Regions from separate parts of the Mus musculus genome. Here region 1 is linked to region 2. The links are chromatin contacts, called in public promoter capture Hi-C maps. All regions are on one chromosome and are shown on one strand. The core of a region is the stretch at or near the end of the contact, and the rest is flanking DNA. Distances in the headings are between cores, read along the strand shown.

Region 1 (4,353 bases), core at 1,302-3,801, 2.3 Mb after region 2:
GAATATTTTTTTACTTGGGTATGGTCTTGCTCTTTGAGTATACTTTCCAGTACATGAATATTTTCTACCTATATCCTATAGACCAAGAGTTGCTTCATGACTTTTTAGATTTTAAGGTCCTATTCCTAGAAGATAGCTCAATAACAAGTATTCTGCTAGAAATTTACCCCTACAGAATAAAATGCCTTTCATTTTTGTGCAACTTATATTGGCCTAATACTTTAACATAAACCATCAAAAGCCAGAAGTATATGCTATAAGTATAGATCGATACAGATAATATTGTAGTGTAGAGTTGCTTTAGAGAATTTAGTTTGTTTTGAGGATAAAAACCCTTCACAATTTCAAGTATCTCAAAGGTAAGGTTCCTGTATAAAGTGATGTTGGTGGGAAAGATGGCACTAATCTTTGGCTGAATATTTTAATAGGCATGTCATGTTACCCAGAGAACTCTCTAAACAAGTACCCAAAACTCATCTGATGTCCGAAGAGGAGTGGAGGAGACTTGGTGTCCAACAGAGTCTAGGATGGGTTCATTACATGATTCATGAGCCAGGTAAGCTTTGCTGTAAAGGAAAGTGATGTTGTTCCTTCTACCTGCAAAAGTGACTCACTTAGTATAAAACAGGTGCCAAAATCCTGCACATATATAGAAATTGTTGCTACCTTTTTATACTTAAAAGGTGGCATTGTTAAACTGGAGTCTTCCTTGGAATTATGGCACATATCTTTAGGAGCTCAGAAATCCTTCCTATCAATAGGAAAGCAGAAGTGCTATAGATGCTGGCCTTCATCCCGTTGAATGAGGAAGCTTTGGGTGGACTCTCTGAGTTTAATCTTTTAAGCCCCCACCCCCCCCCCTCACCCCCCAGAGATCTGGTTTGACTAGAACAACCCTTTCTTAGCTAAGTGTGTATGGCATCAATTTATTTATTTGGATGTGAATTAGCCTGAGATCCAGCAGCTGACTTGAATTAGCTGTTCTTTTTTCAAAGAGATTACATTTCTCTTCACTGAAAATGATTTTGCAGGTAGAAATTATTTTCCAGAGTCGGTCAAAGGATAAAATGGTAGAACAATGCTATTATACGAGTTTGTCCGCATTTACTATTTATTACACCGACAATTCATTTTGAATACTTCAAATAGTGACATGGAACTTAATATTTTCTTTCCACAGAACCGCATATTCTTCTCTTTAGACGACCTCTTCCAAAAGAACAACAAAAATGAAGTGCAGCTGGGATCATCTAATCTTTTTCAAATTTAATGTATATGTGTATATAAGGTAGTATTCAGTGAATACTTGAAAAGTGTACAAACCTTTCATCCATACCTGTGCATGCGCTGTATTCTTCACAGCAACAGAGCTCAGTCAAATGCAACTGCAAGTAGGGTTGTTTTAAGTTGTTCAAGATAGTTTCTTGTAGTTTTTTCTTAATATAAATGCCTGTTTTATTTTACCTGTTTTGTTAAATAAAGTTTGTATATTGCATTTATATCACCATTGTTGAAATTAATTTGACTTGATTATTTTTACCCCTGGGGAAAATAAACATACTTGAAAAAGAAATATAAGAAAATAAACATACTTGAAAAAGAAATATTAAGCTCCAAATGAGGATATTACAGCTTTATTGCCAGTTTACTTCCTAAATAACTTTGGATTCTGCAAGTGAACAGAAAAACCCACCGCTTGATAGTGTCCACAAGTCTACAAAAAGTCTAGTGGTTTCAGAGAAAAGTATCTTAAAAGTTCAGGTGCCACATTCGTGCATCTTGTGTGAACCAAGAAATTAAGCACACATCAGTGGATAGCCATAAAAAAAAGTATGAGTGGCCAGAAACAAGACTGTAGTTAGACATTAGCAGGGGTGATTTCTCATTGAACACAGTAAACACTACAGAGCCACAGCCTTCCATGTGTGGGATACACTAGACCTAACAGGGCTACTGACCATGAACTGGCACTGGTGTCTTGCTTGAAAAAAAGGGCTGGTGTTTAATTCTAACCCTACAGACTGACTCCAAGGCCTGTTTGCCAAATGCCCCCACATTGCAGGCGACCTTTTTCTGTCCTTCGACCTGTTTCTGTGCTCTTGGTTTCATTTTGGAGTTGTGTTTTGCGAGAGCTTCCTGTTGTCCAGGCCCCAGCAGAAGTCTCACATAGCTAAACATTTGACTCCTCTTAGTTCCAAGGTTCTTCATCTGCCTGCAGGCACCCGCCATGACATCCTACTAGAAACTCCACAGGAGCAGATGCTCCTGGAAGCTCACCACTGAGCAGGTCTGCCGGCCTCACTCTTACTAGGAGTCTCCCTCCTGCACTGCATCAGTGCGGGCGCCCAGAGCCTGGCCTCCCCTAGTGTCACATCACCAAGCCCGCCCCACGTAAGAGCTCAGCCGCGCCCTTCCTGGCCCACCACAAGCCACCCCCTAGAGCTGTCGCTGCCCCAGTCTTCCACGTGCGGCTCCGGAGGCCCGGGACGCCGAGCACTTCCGGCAGGGAAGGCCTCCGTCGCGCCTCGGTGACGTACGTCCTGGCGCCGCCGCGCAGGAAGGCGGAAACGCTGAGTCGTTGGTTAGGCGCGCCGCTAGCTTCACGGCGCGGGCTCTTCCGTGGCCGCCATGGCGTCGGAGCGGCCGCGGGAGCCGGACGGCGAGGTAAGGGGCGGGCTGCGGGTCTAGGCACACGCGCGGGGCCGCCGGGCCTGAGGTTCGGGGATGGGGGGCTTGACCACCCTCTCACGGTTCGGCCAGCGAAATGATAACACATAGGCTACCTACGGCCTCGGGCACCTCGCACCCGCGTCCGCGCCTGCCATGACCGCTAGATGGCGCGCCGGCCGTCCCAGAAATCCACTCTAAATTGGCCAAACGCGGTGATAAAAGTTGTCAGAATAACCCATACTCTGCGTTCCAAGGGCTCATGGCTGTGGGATGATTTTTCTCTCAGAGGTTCCGTGTGGTTTACTAACTACAGATGAAATATGTGGTGATTTTTGTTGAGAAGTTAGATGGCAATAAATGTCAGCGGTGTGTTTTACATAATAACTTTGAGCGTCCTTTGGGTATAGTTTAGCGACACTAGGTACAGGGTTCTTATATATCTCATGTATAAAGATGGAAGAGGTAAAAATAACTATCTTCAAGTTTAAATCCTCAGAAGCATTCCGAGTTGTGGTTCTTGTTATATAACAAGGTTGGGGTTTCCTTCGACTTTAATTCATTGTCCTTTTTTCACATGTAAGGTCCAGTAACCTTTTTTTTTTTTTTAATAATAAAAACATCAGGGAGATATTGTTGCCAAACACATTTTTGTCTTTGCACTGCACCTTTGTAATCACCAATGGGCCTATCAGAATGGCGCACCTTTCTTGTGGTTTGTATTTGATGGCATTTGGCGAATCTCAGGAGCGTTAAAGCCCATCCCCACCCTCTCATCCTCAGGATAGCATCAAGTTGTCAGCTGATGTCAAACCATTCGTCCCTAAGTTTGCTGGGCTCAACGTGGCGTGGTCAGAGTCCTCAGAGACACGTGTCTTCCCAGGCTGTGCGGCCACCTACTATCCATTTGTACAGGAACCACCAGCAGCTGAGTATGTATTTTCTCGATGCCTTGCCTCATGCAGAGGGTTTCTCTCCCAGAGGTAGTGATTAGAGCCTCACACACTGAAACATACATAACATCTTACAGGACGGCTTGCAGGTGAGGAAAGGAGGCTCTTCAACCAGCAAAGATTGGGCTCTGTAGCCTGACTAAATTCTGTGCAAAAACTTCATCCAGGAAGGGACCGACACTACGGAACTTAGAAAGTACAGTTGCAGGGTCATTTGTTTACAGTTGATACTGGTTCACGCGTGTAGGGACTGAGGATGCTGCTTTGCCATTTGTCAGGCCCTGGGCTTGATCTTCAGAGCTACCAAAGCAAGACAGAACCAAACAAATTCACATTTGTATTGGGAAAAGAAACGGCAAGAAGGAAGGGTAAATGGGAAAAGGACAGATGGATGAAGGATCAGATAGATAACATGCCAGGCTGGACAACTTAGCGAGACCCTGTCTCCAGTGACAGAGCTCCGTGGTGCAGCTCTTTCTGTCAAACACAAGGCCTCAGGGTCAATCCCCAGTCTACTGAATAATTACCAAGGTGCCCATCTTTTACGGCTCCTGGCCTCCGTGGTGTGCAGGATCCTCTTTGTACTCTGGCCTTCTGGGCAGCATAGTGCAGGATGTGAGGGGCTGAAAGGGCAGGACTGGAGGAAGACTGTGCAGGCTGTAGTGCAACTCCTCAGCCAAGGGAATGGCCTTTCGGCTGTTGTGTCTAGGTTGCTGAGACACTGTCAGGTACT
Region 2 (4,855 bases), core at 480-2,979:
GAAGGAAGCCCACAATAGTAGTGAGCTATCATTTGTATCTCAAATCACCTTTATCTTCAAGTTCAAAGTTCCCTGGTCAGGTTCTCACCAGAAACTCATGGCTCTCCCCCTCCCTACTCACACCTGCCTCACAGTCAGGTTCAGGTGGGTATGGAGAGGTTCCCAGGCAGCCTGGATAAGTGTAGGTTCTGTAGAGCTTGGGGACTTGTTGGAGGAAAGTTTGTTCCTTCTAAATCCACCTTCACTTAGTGTGAACAGCTTGCGTAGGCCTGATATATGGGCCTCAGTGTAGAGCCAGGACTGTTGTACAAAATTAGGCTGGTTGGCCAAAGAGAAGGAGGAATAACACATTTACTTATACAGCGCTCTCTCTCTCTCTCTTTTGAGACAGGGTCTCTCTATTTAGTCGTGGCTGGCCTGGAACTTGACATGTAGATTAGGCTGGCCGTGAAATTCTTCTACCTCTACCTCCCAAGTGCTGAGATTAAAGGTGTGTTCCACCACACCAAGTTGATTTACTATGCAATTCTTGTGTTGATCCTAGATTTTCTTTTCGCGCGCGCGCGTGTGTGTGTGTGTGTGTGTGTGTGTGTGAAGTGGGTTCATGTTCCTGTGTGTGTGTGTGTGTGTGTGAAGTGGGTTCATGTTCCTGTGTGGGCACACAGGCCCCACATGCACTGGGAATCAGAGGACAAGATCCAGTTGTCAGTCTTTGTCTTCCATCTTGTTTGAGATTGGTTATCTCTGCTTTTCTTGTCTCCCCCTCTCTCCCGCCCCTGTCTTTCATACTCCAGCCTAGCTTCAGGGGATTCTCCAATTTCCACCTCCCATCTTTCCTCAGGGACATTGGGATGATAGACTGTGCTTTAGGTGGGCTCTAGGGGCGCAAATATAGGTCCTTGCTCTTACTGAGCAAGAGCTTTATCCTCTTAGCCATCTCTCCAGCTGACCTCTATGTTTGATGGTGGTCCGCAGCTGTAGGGTGTGGTGTTGCGGGGGTGTGTGCAGTGAGAAAGGGAACAACACGCTTGTTATATCCAAATCACCATGCAAGGAGGGAAGTTTTATTTAGAATTATAGTGAAGAGTACAGCTACGTCTCGCCGAAAACGGGGGACGGACAACATTTAAATACACCTTTGACATTATGCTCACGGAGGTGCCTTCATTTCCATGAAAGAAAATCCTAACGGACAATGGACAAGAGGAAGTAGTATCCGGGCCTGGGCTCCCCTGAGCCCCTAGCGTCAGGCTGTTGGCATCCTTTTGGCAGTGCCCGCGGCCCGCCACAAGTCATTCAAATTCCGCATAAAGCGCGCGCCACACAGTCTCACCAGCCATGCTCTGACGTTTCAGGACGCGAATCTTACTCGTGATATCCACAGCTCGGATCACCTTACTCCACAAAGGCTGGGAGCGGAAGGCTTGAGGTTCTCCGGGTGGCTGCCGGGTCCCTGGGCTGGGGTCGGTGGCACCCCTACTTTTGTCACGTCAGACGCGCCCGCCAATCAACGATTGGAGCCAGGCGGGTACAGAGCACAACGGGCAAAGCAGTGAGCGTAAAATAGGACTACATCTCCCACAATGCTAAGGGAGACGTAGCTTTGCGTCACGTTAGGCGCCTGCCCCCTTGAGATTTAGACCAATCACAAGCGCGGACCAGGTGGGCGCAAGGGACTACGGGTTGTGTAGTCCATGCTCAGTGGGACTGCAGCCCCCAGTGTTCCGCGCGCGTCAGGGAGGAGCAGTGCGGCGGCGCGGGCGGCCGTCGGGGCTGGGCGGCGGCAGCGGCGGCTAAGAGGGCCCGGCTTGTGGGAGCCAAGGTGGGAGCCGGCCTCGGCGCGCGGCCACCATGTCCGCGCCGTCGGAGGAGGAGGAGTATGCGCGTCTGGTGATGGAGGCGCAGCCGGAGTGGCTGCGCGCCGAGGTGAAGCGGCTGTCCCACGAGCTGGCCGAGACCACGCGTGAGAAGATCCAGGCGGCCGAGTATGGACTGGCGGTGCTGGAGGAGAAGCACCAGCTCAAGCTGCAGTTCGAGGAGCTCGAGGTGGACTATGAGGCCATCCGCAGCGAGATGGAGCAGCTCAAAGAGGTGAGTGGTCGGCTGCGACCCCTGCCTCGGGCGCTAAGGTCACCCTGCCCAGTGGTGGGAGGTACCAGGGGTGGGGCAGGAGACCTAGAGTTGCGGTCCCGGGCAGTGACGGTGAAGGGACCCTGTTCGGCCCTGTGTCCGGTTGCTGGGGTCCAGACTCCCTGCAGCCCCACTCACCCGCTAGTTTTCTTTGCAGGCCTTGTTGGCCTTTTCGTTGAGGACTGATGTCCTGCTATGGTTATTGCTGCCTAGGGTGTGTCTGTGTGGTTGGTGGGGAGCAGATGATGCCCTTACAACTGAGGCTGTCCGTGCAAGTGACCCCAGGGAAAAGCTGGACCTGGGGTTGGTTGACCACAGTTTGTCACCTTCAAGCAAATCACTTCCCCCCCATTTTGGAGCAGCTGCTTTCTGTGCTATTCATCAGGTTTCGTGACCGCCTGAGGCTGGGAAGGGATGGATACAGGGCTGAGTGAGTCGCAGCCCCTGGTTGCCTATGGCCCTTGACAGGCCGGCTTTCCCGATATCCATCGCTCAACCAGCTGCTTTTTCCCCATCTCATTAATGGTGCTCCCACTACTGGGATGCATGGCTTCCATCGACCGCTTCCTGTCTTGCTCTGCCTCCTAGGGCCTGCCTGTCACCGTGGAGTCTGTGTTCTTCTGTTGGAAACATGGTACTTTGTGTCATCCCACTGTAGGAAGAGAGGTTAGACTCCCAGGCTGGCCAAGAGCTTGGGGAGGGGCAGTAGGAGGGACCTGGGTAAGCTTTCTGGGATGATTTAAGTATTAGTAACTCTCCCATCTTCTTGACTCCCCAGCCTTGTTCTGGAGACTGGGGGAAATGCTTTATGGGAGAAGGACACACTTGAGTTTGGACCAACCCCTTCTTATTGCTTGTGATGGGTGAGCCTTGGGTGAGCCATGGGTAAGCTCTCCTCAAACCTTAGCTTCCAGCTCTGCAAAGTAGGAATACAGCTTTGCCAATCCAGAAGTATTGCTTTTAGTATTCTATATTTGGAAAGGCCTGGCATGGGGCCACACAGGTAGCTTGTTGGATTATCTCAACAGTTTCCCTTCCCTGTGAGACTCAGTTCTGCTCTTGAGTATTAATCACAGGCTCATCTTTTGATACTTCTGCTCCCAGTCAGCTTTGGATAGATGCCTGAACTCTTGAGAGCCTCTCTGACTTTTAGGGGAATGAGTCCTTAAAGTCTGGGTAGAGCAGGGCTGGGTGAGTCCCAGAAGTGCCTGCTTCTTTGGGCGGGTAGGAATTGAGTCTTCACACAGATTCTCAAATCTGTTGCCTGACAGAGGACATTAGTAACTTTCCCAAGCCTGGCTTCATTTGGCAGAGGGTTGACCAAAGGAGTGGGACCCCTGGAGGGGGAGGGGCAGGCAACCCCCTGGAGGGGGGGCATGTAAAGTGATGTGATAGATGAAGGTCAGAAAATATGGAGTGAAAATATGGAGTGGGTGTGTCCTCTTCCCAAATCTAGTCTTCTGGGCTCCCATTCCCCCCTCCTTGGTCCTCCAGGCAGGTAGCAACTGTTAATTATAGTGCCACTCCCTTTGCACATACAGATGGGTTGCCTTCCCACTTCCTATGGAATGCCTGTGAACCTCTCCTGGGAAGCTCACTGTCCTCTTCTGAATTAACAGGTTTTCTTCAGTACTATGTGCAGTGAAAACAGGCTAGCTGGTCCCAACTTTGGTGACTTCTATTGGTCAGCCTCATGGGATTATTATTATGGGCGGAATCATTTTATGGCACAGTGAAGAGCAATGGTTTACATATAGCCTTGTCGTTATCTGGAGGAAAACCTCTCAGGACACGTGATCTAGTCTCTTGGTTGCCCTTTAGGTATCTGCTTAGCCTAATGCCATCCACACACTGGCTATATATATAGGCTTGGGCAGACTGCTCCTCTCCTCTTTGTGAGGTGGGATAAGGTTTCTTCCAGAAGTTTCTAGTAGAATCCAGAGGAATGCATCAGATTCAGAGAGGGCTGCCAAAAGTTTGTGCCAATTTGCCTCTTGTCAGCATTGTGTCTGTTCTTCACACCCATGCCAGAGCAGGCTCCTGTGGGAAGTTTTCTCCCCTAGAGAGGTGAACTGTCTTAAGTTGTTTGTTCCTTTAAATGTGGTAGATTTAGTTACTAACAAGTTAAGTTACACTGTAGCTGAGTTGCTGGTACTCTTGCCCACATTTAATTATGCAAGTCTTTGAGGTGAGGAAGCTGTCTGACCTGGGTGAAAGGGTTTATGACCAGATCTAAGGAGAGGACTCAGTGTTGACCCCGCTCTCTTTACTTTTGGGTGAATGGCTGTGTCTTGCTGACAACCATGGCCTGGGTGTTGACTGACACTACAAGTGGAGAGGATGTCCCATGGCCTGTTTTGCTGATATTTTGTGTCTGACTCAGCCAGGGCCACATCTGTCCCAAGTCATTCTGTGCCTTTTCTCCTTATCCAGAATGGTGGGGAAGAGAATTAGCTGGACTTTTGCCAGCCTGTTCATGGTTCTGAGTGGTCATGAAACAGCTTGCTGTGTCCTTCACTGCAGCTTTGGGTATATAGGTGTGTTGGGCTGGCAGAGCAGGGCAGATACTGTAGGAGAATGGGCTGAGTTCAGCTTCCCCATCTCTGTCATGAGAGATTCCCAGAAGCAGTTTCCCTCCACCTGGGCTTGGTCCGTGAACAGGCCTGGACACACCCTCATTGCTGTCCCCTGTCACTTCTGGTGGGGCTGAGCTGAGTGCATCACC

What was found. Promoter capture Hi-C pulls out the DNA fragments that hold promoters and counts their contacts.
Region 1: a promoter capture Hi-C map of pre-B cells shows a contact between it and region 2, with 2.0 times the contacts expected there. The contact joins the promoter of Secisbp2 here to the promoter of Bicd2 in region 2. A contact is called at or near these places in 3 of 39 promoter capture datasets (cranial neural crest, pre-B cells and second pharyngeal arch cranial neural crest) and 1 of 115 datasets of contacts at active chromatin or transcription factors (astrocytes).

Annotation. Positions count from the first base shown.
Region 1 is chr13:51,649,157-51,653,509 of GRCm38.p6, forward strand. Secisbp2 (SECIS binding protein 2) reads left to right here and starts at 2,552. Exons shown (of 17, transcript NM_029279.2): 1 at 2,552-2,664; 2 at 3,451-3,599. The coding sequence starts at 2,629. It overlaps Cks2 (CDC28 protein kinase regulatory subunit 2), which reads left to right. Exons shown (of 3, transcript NM_025415.3): 2 at 429-556; 3 at 1,181-1,506. The coding sequence ends at 1,233.
Region 2 is chr13:49,339,820-49,344,674 of GRCm38.p6, forward strand. Bicd2 (BICD cargo adaptor 2) reads left to right here and starts at 1,730. Exons shown (of 7, transcript NM_001039179.2): 1 at 1,730-2,091. The coding sequence starts at 1,852.